2 separate regions of the Mus musculus genome follow, and region 2 is linked to region 1. A link is a contact called in public promoter capture Hi-C data. All regions are on one chromosome and are shown on one strand. The core of a region is the stretch at or near the end of the contact, and the rest is flanking DNA. Distances in the headings are between cores, read along the strand shown. Region 1 has its middle 36 kb from the start of 1700020N01Rik. Region 2 overlaps Sgk1 (serum/glucocorticoid regulated kinase 1).

Region 1 (5,690 bases), core at 2,393-4,892:
TTGGCAGGTTGGTCATCATTGTAGCTCACAGGGTTCAAAGTTGGATAATACATTGATAGCTGATGACACAGCACCATCTAGCACTATGGGATTTTTTTTTTTAATTTTCAGATAGCGTTTCTGCATAGTTATAGAATGTGATGTTCTTATTTCCTATGAAGGCTGTAGCATGGTGAAGCTGGGACAGATGCCTGTCTACACTATACCATGCTGGCATCCAGCTGGTCCACCTTCCCTCCCTATTGTGCATCTAAACAGACCTTGTGAAAAACAGCAAGATAAAAATTTTAGAGTCCTACCACACTTAAAATATTTCTTTTGCAAAGGACAGTGGATTTGAAAAGCTCAAGATGCTAAGTAGGTAGAGACTTGTGGAAGCTGGTTTACATAAAGCTATGTGAGCTCTAAGGAATAGAGACCAACTCTACTTTTGGGAAGTGAGTCAAGTATTATCTGAAACTAGTCGCACAAACCCAAATGGATCAGAAGGTCATAAAGTCCTTGGTCTGTCTCTGGTTTAGTCCCTGGTCTTTTTCCTTCTTGGTTTCCTTTATGTGTCTTGTGTGGCCTCTAGGGCAGTCTCCCTCAAGGATATTTATCCCTGACCAGTCTGGCCTTTCCTCTCTGTAACAGCTCATAAGCTTTTGCACATGGCTCTGGCTCACTGTGCCTGTGGCAATTTGACAATTGCAGTAAAACTGCTTCTTGGTCATTTACTCCTCATTTCTTAGTCCAACTTTCCAGAGGAAAGCTGTAGTTGGTTCAACTCTTTTCCATATTTCAGGCCAAGGGTAAGGGAGGGCGCAGCTGTGAGATGGTCCTGAGGTCAGGCTTGTCCAATCTCTGCCACAAAAATGAAGTTCAAGACTTTTGGGGGGAAAAGATTATGGATAGGCGATATTCTCAAGAAAGACTGCCAGTCAGGTTGACTGTGTGTGCACATATTTACAAATTCATTTTCTGTTCACAAATTACAATTATGCATAGCTATGGAGTAAAGTTTTTATCTGGAAGCCACTTTTGATATGATCTCAGGTCTTTATTAAATTTTTAGCTATTCATTCAACAAGTTTTCATTAAGTGGTCTGAGTGGGTCTAATCTAGGAAGAAATAACAACTCAAATAGGACCTGGGATGCTTAGAAATACTGGATTCCCCAGTGCGACCTTGCCCCATGGTTCCTATGTCCTACATGTTGTCATCACTTACAGCTCGGTTTTGATTTGTCACCTCTGTGAGACTTATCTATGCTGTCAGTAGAATGGAAGGATACTTTTTATGCACAGCCGCCTTCACAAAGATTCAGGATTATCTTCACCACACACGTCTTGGCAACGTGTCTGAGTGGTTCTGAAGGGTTATGGCACTTTCATCTATGAGATAATATGAATTTATAAGCACACATAAGTATCAGATGGGTATATGAGAAGAAGAGGAAACAGCATGAATTCTGCTAGTCATAGGTTAAGGACTTACTGCTTATAAACTTTTGCCACATTTTTAAAAAAAGAAACTCTTCCCTTTGGCAGATACTCAAGTGGTGAACCATCTTAAAGAGACATCCTGGTGCCTCCCCCAGGAGGCCAAGGTCAACACTAACCATCTGACATTCATTCATGCTTATTGTGTGCATCCATAAAGAAAGGAGTGAGAACAACCCTTGACCTCTGTGGTCTTTCTCCAAAGACCCAGGCCCTATTCAGTCTCAGCCTAAGCAGAAAAAAAAAATAATGTTTGGGCATACTGTCCAAGAAGCAAAACTGTCTAACAAATTTCCTAAAGACATCCAAGGTTGTAAAACAAGAGGAGTCTAAGAAACTATCTCAGTTATGAACACAGCCTGAGATGACAACTCAATAAGCATGTTATAACTACATGGATGTAGCTGTCAAGTAGAAAGGGCCACTGATGTAAAGATAAGGAAATAGATAAAGAGTATACTTTAGCCAGTAATAATCCATACATATCTAAACAAATATAATTATATTAATGTATGACATTAATATTTCAGGGATGCTGAATACAGGGTATATAGAAATTACATCATCTTTTAAACTTTTAAGTAAATCATTACCTACCTATTCAAAAATAAATTGTATTTAAAAACCCATTATGTGTTAGAAGAAAATTGAAGAAAGACTCTTTTGATTTGCTTTGTTTGTTTTCCTCGGAATCTTTGAGTATGGTACTTCTGGTGTTACACCAAGATTGTCCTGGAAATCTTTGGAGTGTCTGAAGCTCGGATGCCTTATATACCCATCTTCCCTGGAGGCTCTGCAGTGAAAGTACAGGGCAAAACTAGGTGCTGCTTGGGGGCTCTCCATTTATCAGGTGTTAGCATAATTATAACAAACAGACCACTTAACAGCAAAACTCATCAAGTCTGTACTGTACTTAAAAAAATAATGTGCAAACATTATAACAAGTAGCATAGACAGATGGGAAAAAAAAAACCTGCCCATCTTCCCTCTTATTTCTCTCCCTGTATCCCTTGTTCCTTCTGCCTGGCTAGTTACAGTGCTGAAGAAACTAGCCATTCTGATTTCTATATTCACATTTCATCACAAACATTCTCAGGTCATTTCCTATCGTCAACTTTTCATTTTGAAAGGATGGGTAACAGTGAAATAAGCTGCTACGCTATAATTGAATTGAATTCTCTAAAAGCCAATGCTTCAGTTAACCATGTCTACCACAAGGGACTGAGCTCCCTGTGGCTCATCCTGTGTCACCCAACTGAATGCTCAGATGATGTCTAGAGTATATTTATTCCTTGGGAAGACATTCTGAACTCCTGACCTGAGTCTCCTGCCAGGGGTGCACAGAGTCCATGCTCAGCAGTTTTGGGGATTGCAACGCAGAGCTGCACAGCTCTGCAGTAACCGGACCTCATCTTTCCTTTCTGCTTTTTAAGATGCCTCACTGTGAAATCAAACTTGTTTGGCTCCAGGCATTCAAAATGCCTTTCATTTACTCACGAAGAGACGATAACTGTGGTTAACTTTATGTACCACATGATTGAAAAATGAAATGTTCTCATGGACAGGGTTGCAAAAAAAGATAACCAAAATGGATGAAGGAAGGAGGCGATGATGGACCGACCATAAGTCATCCGGTTACAGTTTCTTGGAAGATGGAGAGAATGCATATCTTGTTTGATGTCCTCAAGCCAAGAGCGTATCTAATGCCTGTCAACTCCTCTAAGGAGAAAAACGCTGGATACACCTAACCCTCTTCCTCTTCTCCTCTCCCCCTCTCTCTCCTGCAAGGCATAGATTATTAAAAGGAAATTTGCTTTTCTTCTTAAGGTCATTGCAAAAACCTAGCTTCAGTTCTGATCTTGGTACACATAAGAGACAGGAAAGAAAGTGGATTGTTAAACTGAAAAACAAGCAAGCAAGCAAACAAACAAACATATAAATGGTTCTGTAATAAAAGGTACTGGACACTAGAGGGATTGGACCAAAATGTAGAGGAGTGTTCAGTACCAACTTATAAAAATGGTCACTACACTGGCAGAATTTATGTCAGAGGATGGAAAACATGAGTAATGTTCTTGCCAAAAAGGACATTCTGGACCGACCCATGCAAACAAGCAATCAGAGGCTGGAGCCTGGCCGAGCCAGCCCCATGAGGAAACAGCTGTGAGGTCAGCCTCAGCTTAGCAACACAGGCAGTCTCTTTCTCTCCGTATTAGAGTCAACACAGAAAGCTCATGGCCCACCCAAACAGGGAATGGAAGGCTCCAGAAAGCTGGAATATGCATACGGTGCCCTCGGGTTTCCTCTGACTCATGCTGGTAACTGTGAGCCACAGGGACAAATCTTCACCTGTGACTTTGCTTCGATCGGGCACTCTGACTTGTTGACCTTGTGAAACGTTAAGAGGCAAGTGGGTGTTCATTTTGTGTTGCTACCACAGATTACTTTATCACAGGAATTATGTGAAGAAAAGAGATTTGACTCAATTTTGGGGTCACAATGTCCAAATAGAACAACGATATTTGTAGGTAACATCCCCAACTGTGTCACAGTATTGTGGAGAAGTAAAAAATGAAAATGTCTGTGGGCATAAGAGATCAAGTACATGGGATGGTCTCATTATGTGCAACTCATCCCCAAAAGAACTACCTTAATGCCCTTCAAAGGTGCTGCTGCTATGACCTAACCACCTTCCACTAAGCCTACCCCTTAAAGAGGCAGACTATTACAATGGAGCCCAAGCTTCTATTACAGCACATGGCTCTCTGGGGGACAGAGAACATACCTAAATCATACTGGGGACCAACTACATAGAGCTTTTGATAGCTGAACAGGAGAAAGGGTTTTGTTTGTTTGTTTGTTTGTTTTTGCCTTTAATCAGGCTGGTTTACTTTTCAATAGGACTCCTTATGTCATGGACTCCAGCCTATCTTTAAACAATTTAAAGTTACAAAAAGCCCATGCTTTTCCTTCCTTCTGAATATTTTTGTTCCTGTCATATTTTTTCTCTTTGGAGGTTACTTCTTAAAACTTCATGCAGCATTTTTCTATGTTTAAATAACTCAAAATCAGACAACACATCATTTATTTCTTGCAGCATAGTTGACCTTGTGATGCCACATTTTCTCGTTCTTCATAGGAAATCAATCTGGGTAGTAAAGAACCCATGTGCTTTATAGTCTACTTCAAACTCTGAGCTAACCTAGTAAATCAAGCTATAAATGAAAATTACCAATGGGGGAAAGAGTCTTTTCTATTTAACTTTTCAGGGAAAAAAAATCAGTCCAGTAGTTTCCAAGGCGCTGCGTTTACCTTGCCAACTTCCATTACAAACCCTGGCTAACAGCATGGCCCAAAAAGTGGCTCATTATTAACTATGTGGGCAAATATTAAAAAAATAAAAGAGAGAAACAGAGTTGGGGTCTACTTATCGATTAAAAACAGAGAGATGCAAATGCCAGTTAAAGATGGAGACCTTGTATGAGATCCTCTAAGGTGGATACAGACACTGCCCTTTCTGCCAAGCTGTGCCAGGCAGGGCTGTGCTGCAAGAGAACCTCAGACTCCTAGTATAGAGTCTGACTCCCTTCTCTGGACTCCCGGGTTCAAGGCAGGGGATTGGTAAGGGCAAGGCTTAGGAGGTCAGACAAGTCAAGGATAAATGAGACTTATGTGGCTGGATGAACAAGAGCCACCTGACCCAGAAAATATACCTTGATTGGGAGGCTGGGGCAGGATTTCACCCTGGTCCATTTTCTCTGAAGTCCCATTTTATACAGACAGCAAGCACACATTTGTATATGCAATGGGCAGGTAGCAGAATGTAGGGCTTATTCTGTGGACATTAAGTGGGAAGACAGAAGGTCTGGTCCATTACTAAGGCAGTTATGAGATTGTCGAGTGAGAGGGACCATTTCTGTCTTACTCAGATTCTCACCATGCCACTAGCCCTTACATGTAGGTAAATCTGTTTGGAAAGTTCAAGGGCTTCTGACTGTAATTCATCTTGCAGCATTACCGTGAGGCTTTGTCTGAGACTCTCAATGCTGAGTGAGAAGCTGCTCCAACCACACAGCACTCACTTCCCGACAGACCTTCTGTGCGCCTTTTGTTCTTAGCCCTTGGAACTTCTGAGTTGTTTAGCTCAAGCTCTTGGTAGATGCCTCTGTGAGATGTTTAGACCAGCATACAGATTCACCACTGGCTATT
Region 2 (5,690 bases), core at 2,090-4,589, 290 kb before region 1:
TGGTGTGATTCTACCAACTGGGAAGAACAAGTTCAAGGTCAGTCTTTGCTTTGCGGGTAGTTCAATGCCATCGTGGGCTACTTGGGAGCCTATCTCAACATTCCTCTGTCAAAAGACTATAACAGTGGATGTTATCAGTACAATGTTTAGACTATAATAGACACAGCTGTAATCTCTGTTAGAGTCAGGGGTAGGTTTTTTTTTTTTTCTCCTGTTTTACAACATACAGTCTTTTACATTTTAAAAAATGTCAGGTTGCATCATAATTGCTGCTCTGGGCTATACTTTCATTTCTTAGGGAATAATTTTATCATTTGCAAAGGCTCTTAAGCAATTAAAACCATATTTCTCTACTTGTTTATATTTGTGTTTTAAAATTTTTCTTTATTTGCCTTATGGATGTGTCCATTCTCCTCTCTCCTTCTCCTCCCCCTCTCTTCCTTTCCCGTGCCCCTCTCTCTGAGAGAGCTTACTATATTACCCAAGGTAGCCTCAAACTTGTGACATTCCTTCTTGCTTTAGTTGTCAGAGGACAGGGATTGAAGCATACCTGACGTCATCATACCTGACTGAAAAAATCTCTTTTCTCTCCTTGTCACTGGTTTTTGTCCCTACTTTCCTTTCCTCCCTTGCCACCCTCCTGACCTCCTCATGCCCCTCCCCAAACTCCCTGCACTGCTCCGTGAGCAGTTGTGAGAGAAACAACCCCTGACCCTTCCTATACCAATGCCCCATCACTGAGCTGTACCCCAGCCCTGAGTTCTTTTCCATGTCTGTTAAACTATCACTTTTGGAGTCTTAGCAGGTATTCATGCCTACGATCACAGTACTTGGGAGGCAAGAGGACCAGCATGAAGGGAAGAAGAACTGATGCCCAAAGGTGTCATCCATCGGGGATGCTTTGTTACAGATGTGCCCACACTTACAAGTCACACTCGCTCACAAGGCACACTCATACAGACACTCACAAGATGTACTCACAAAGTGCACTCACTCACAAGGCACACTCAACAAGCTGCACGCACAAGGCATACTCACACAGGCACACCTACACAGGCACATACATTCACACAGACACACCCAAACACACCATATACGCATACACAAGGAGAAATAAAAATGTTTAATTAAGGCTTAGGGGTACAGCCAAGTGCAGAGTGCTTACTCTTCCTGTGTAAGGGTTGGTCCCAGCATTATAAAAGAAAGAAGTTTGTCTGTTTCATGAGTGCAGTCTAAAACCTAAGATTCTGGGACTAGAATAGAATCTCTATCCTTGATCTAGTCTCAAGTGTGATTTTGTGTTGGAGTTTTAGGCAGCAGTAGTAGATTGCCTCTGTGGCCCCTTGAATGCTAGGCAAATTCCCTACCACTTAGCTACGGCCCTAGCCTTTCAAATGTGTTTCTGATCAACCTAGAAATTACTAAGTTTTATTTCAAATGGAAAATATTTCTTCTTCTTCTTCTTCTTCTTCTTCTTCTTCTTCTTCTTCTTCTTCTTCTTCTTCTTCTTCTTCTTCTTCTTCCTCCTCCTCCCCCTCCCCCCTTCCCCTCCCCCTCCCCCTCCCCCTCCCCCTCCTCCTCCTCCTCCTCCTCTTCCTCCTCCTCCTCCTCCTCCTCCTCGTCTTCTTCTTCTTCTTCTTCTTCTTCTTCTTCTTCTTCTTCTTCTTCTTCTTCTTCTTCTTCTTTTTCTTCTTCTGGCTTTAAGCTTGAAGCTGGTAACGTTTCCTGCTTTATTTCCAAACTTCAATTTGAAGTTAATCTTTTTCCTCTGGATTTCTTGCCATCCCTTTTACCAAGTCTATTTAGCTTTGCAGGGATGAGGTACAAGATGTGAGCTGATCTGTCTTCCATTTTATTCACAAGTCGCAGGGTCTGACTACAATTATTCTTGGAGTGTGAAAGTGTAAATCTCCCCTTGCCGCTACGAACACTGAATTATAATTTTTTTTAATTAGGTATTTTCCTCATTTACATTTCCAATGCTATCCCAAAAGTCCCCCATACCCTCCCCCACTCCCCTACCCACCCACTCCCACTTTTTGGCCCTGGCGTACCCCTGTACTGGGGCATATAAAGTTTACATGACCAATGGGCCTATTTTTCCAGTGATGGGCTACTAGGCCATCTTTTGATACATATGCAGCTAGAGACAAGAGCTCCGGGGTACTGGTTAGTTCATAATGTTGTTCCACCTATAAGTTTGCAGATCCCTTTAGCTCCTTGGGTACTTTCTCTAGCTCCTCCATTGGGAGCCCTATGATCCATCCATTAGCTGACTATGAGCATCCACATCTGTGTTTGCTAGGCCCCGGCATAGTCTCACAAGAGACACTGAATTATAATTTGAGGTGTTAATATATAAGACAGGACATGAAGCAGGGTTCTTCCAGGGTTGAAGGCCCCTGTTTCCACCAACCTGAGGCCAGTGCTGGGCAGTAAAGGTGGAACTGTGGCTACAAGGTGTCACATGAGTGGGCGAGTCCCCAGGTCTGCATTTTGGGAGGGTGGAGGGTGGGGAAAGCCAGGCAGCGAACACGGAAGCTTGAGATGGAGAGCCAACCACAGCTGCCAGAAAAGCAAAAGAAAACAATGGCTGTTGCGGATTTATTTGGAAAGTGTGTGTCCTCGATGGCTGTTACGGATTTATTTGGGAATTGTATGTCCTCTATCTGCCCAGTGTTGATTCTTTGAATCCATTGCGCATCTTTCTCTGAAGCTAAGAGAAATCTACGATTTGCGCATGTGCCAAGAGCAGACGTGTCTGCTGTTTTAAATCAGTCTGCTGTGGGCACAGTGAGGATGGGTCTCGGACGCCAAGACTTTTGACAAATCAACCCATTCCAGACCTTAATGAGAATATGGTCGCCTCTCTGCAGAGAGTGTAGCTAGGGAAGGAAGTAATCTATTTGTTCAGGGGTATTAGAGAAAAACATCACAAAAGCGACATTTTCTAGCAGGAATGGAAACGGCTGCATGCTTTTTCTTGGTTTAGTCTTCACTCTGACTTCAGTATGTTCTCTCCTGTTCCTTGCTGACGATTTTCGATTTTCGCTAGCTTCGTAGCTATGGGGCCTTAATTAAGGACAGAGTTTATGGTATTTACTTTAGCCTCAGAAATCCCTGGAGAGTGGCTGGGGTGTGAGATGTGAATACAGTCATAGACTCCCTCTCCAGCCCTGCAGCCTGGGCAAGGTGCCCTTTAAAACTGCTGAGCTGAGAGCTTCTCCATCAGGCCCCTAGGGAATTCAAGCTACAGCCCGCCCCTTGCGCTCCTGGGGGCAGCGGGAGCTGAATTGCTTGGGTGGAGGGAGGGTTGTGAGTGGCTTTGGGAATCCTCAGAGACCAGCCACAATGGCTCTGAGCTGGAGACAGCTGCAAGACTCTTCGAGATGTGAATGGCCGGATACAGAAGCAGCCCTGGTTGTGTGGCCACCTGGGCCTCGTTTTTCTTCATGGCTGCGCCATGGTTGTGAAGAGCATTGTAAACAAACGCAGACTGGAGGATATGTCCGTCTAAAACAAAGCAAGAGTTCCGTAGACGGGAGCCTGGAGGGGTCTAGTTCCAAATTAAACCGGAGTTCGGAAGCAGCTATCTTGGGAGCCTGGAGTCAAAGCTTAAGACCATAGCTAGATTTCTGGGCAGTACCTAGGTAAAACACTAAGTGTAATTCTTTGCTAAATCTAGTCTGCCTTGGTTTTTATTAATTTATTTGAAGGGAGAAAAAAAAAAAGCTATCCAGAAACCACAGTCCCCTCGGAGAGCTGCCAGATACGATTAAGGAGATTGGCCAGCTTTTAGGGATTTTCCACTTGTGGTTCTTTTTCCTATTATGTAATAGTAAACAGATATTACTCTTCATATAAGATGGCTTAGTTGATAATGATATTATCAACTGATGCGGAAAATTGATAGCTAGTCGGCACTTCTGTGTGATCCCAGCCGGCAGAGCCTGTCTGGATTTCGGGAGGGAGAGTTGCCTCTTTCTCAAAAGCCATGGGAACCAGACATAGAGCAACTGTGATTTCAGAGAGGCACCATTCATCATGGAAAACCTACTGCTTATATACTGCCATTGTAACTTCCAATTCTCCCAAGTTGGGTAGTGCCTGAGAGCCCAGCCCTTCAGAGGTTAAGGCAGGAGGATTGGAAGGAGTGTAAGGACGCCCTGGCTGAGTGCCAGGGCAGCCTGGGCGACCCAGCAAGAGCTTGTATTAAACAAAACAAACCCAATCCAATACCTCAATCCCCAACAACAAAACAAAGCAAAGAATTAAAAATAAATACATTTTAAAAAAGCCTTTAAATCCTGATATAAACCAGTTTTCTAGTGAAAACATTCAAGCAATTATAAAAGGAAGACCCTGCTCACACCGCCACCCCCACCCCCACCACCAAGTACTTGCAGACTGGGTACCTGATGGCAGACAGGTTACAGGGAATATATGGCCTCTCACGTTGGTGCCCAGAGAGCTATTCCACAGTCTCCAAAACTCTGACAATGCAGTAACATGAACTTATTCTCCTTACCTCAGCTATAGCTGCCAATCACACAACTTTTTTTTTCCCTCTGAACATCTTTATTGTGTATATGAAACCACACGATTTGCTTTTTCTATTTCTTCTATGTCTGTGGACTGTGAGGATAAGATTCACTGCTTGGATTCTTTTAAGGCATAAGCAATATGGACTTACAAATCAAATAGCAAGCACTCTGTTGTTTTAAATGATAATTATGTTAGTTTATGGATGTCCACAAGCTTTGCTAAGATCCCCTATTGAGGTACGATATACACACATTTAGTTTCGTCCCTTATATAGCCTGTCCTGAAGAGGCACCCCGAGAAGACTGAGTGGCCTCTGGAATTCCCCAGCTTTCGGTGCCTTTGGGATTTCCCAGTCCCTTCCCATGCATCCTGTTCTAGATTCCCAAGGTCTAACCTTGCATTTCTCCAGGCCTGGTCTGGGGGATGGCTGGTGAGGGCCCAGGAGGAAGAGAGTGGAAAGGGAGGGAGACATGTCTGTACCATCCTCCATGTTGGAACTCACAGGAAGCCCCACCCCCAGAATCAGTGTGTTGTGTGTGTTACACACCACACAAGTCTCAGCCTTGAACTCAGTAATTTAAAGTCCCCTTCTGACCCCACTAAAATACCACCCACTGATCGGTGACAGGCAGAGCTCAGGGACTCGTTAATATGAGGATTTTGAAATGAAGATAAAGTTCTTATTATTTCTTAAAATTGTAGGACTGATCCTTTCTTTGGAATTAGCCTGTCTTGAGCAGAGGAAATGAAGAAGAGGAAGGGGGGAGAAGGTGGAGGAGGAAAAGGAGAGAGAAAAGGAAGTCGCTGCGATGACTATCTGTAAGGGTCAGAGTGTGCTGTTTGTTTGGGGGATTAGAAAATAAGATTGAAGAAGAAGAGAGGCGCTGGGCTAATCTCTGAGCAGCAACCTCGGCTCCCCCCAGTAATCCACAAGCTTCGAGAACTTCCTCTCCTCTCCTCCAAGAAATTCCTCTTCCAGTATTTTTAACCTCTTTCTTCCTCTAGGCTATTGATTCTAAACATATTAAACATGTTGTTTTTGCAATACCTCTCAAAGCTTGCAAACTAAAGCCAGCCCCTTTACACCCACGAACTCTGCCTTGTTCCAGCGTCCCTGTCCCACCACCACCATGACTTTTCCTGTT

What was found. Capture Hi-C pulls out chosen DNA fragments and counts their contacts.
Region 2: a promoter capture Hi-C map of adipose tissue shows a contact between it and region 1. The contact joins two enhancer-like sites. A contact is called at or near these places in 3 of 484 Hi-C or Micro-C datasets (adipose-derived mesenchymal stem cells and uterus), 4 of 115 datasets of contacts at active chromatin or transcription factors (astrocytes, fibro-adipogenic progenitors, pancreatic cancer cells and 1 more) and 2 of 9 other capture datasets (adipose tissue and liver).

The regions. Positions count from the first base shown.
Region 1 is chr10:21,626,668-21,632,357 of GRCm38.p6, reverse strand. No RefSeq gene overlaps it. Among named protein-coding and RNA genes, the nearest start is that of 1700020N01Rik, 36 kb to the right of the region's middle. Within about 2 kb of position 3,642, at least 53 of the 459 cell types and tissues checked have an H3K27ac peak or open chromatin away from gene starts, as enhancers often do. A contact at or near this core is called in adipose tissue, fibro-adipogenic progenitors and uterus, where this site is marked.
Region 2 is chr10:21,921,335-21,927,024 of GRCm38.p6, reverse strand. All of the region lies in intron 1 of Sgk1 (serum/glucocorticoid regulated kinase 1), which reads right to left. Among named protein-coding and RNA genes, the nearest start is that of Gm46215, 42 kb to the right of the region's middle. Within about 2 kb of position 3,339, at least 126 of the 459 cell types and tissues checked have an H3K27ac peak or open chromatin away from gene starts, as enhancers often do. A contact at or near this core is called in adipose tissue, fibro-adipogenic progenitors and uterus, where this site is marked.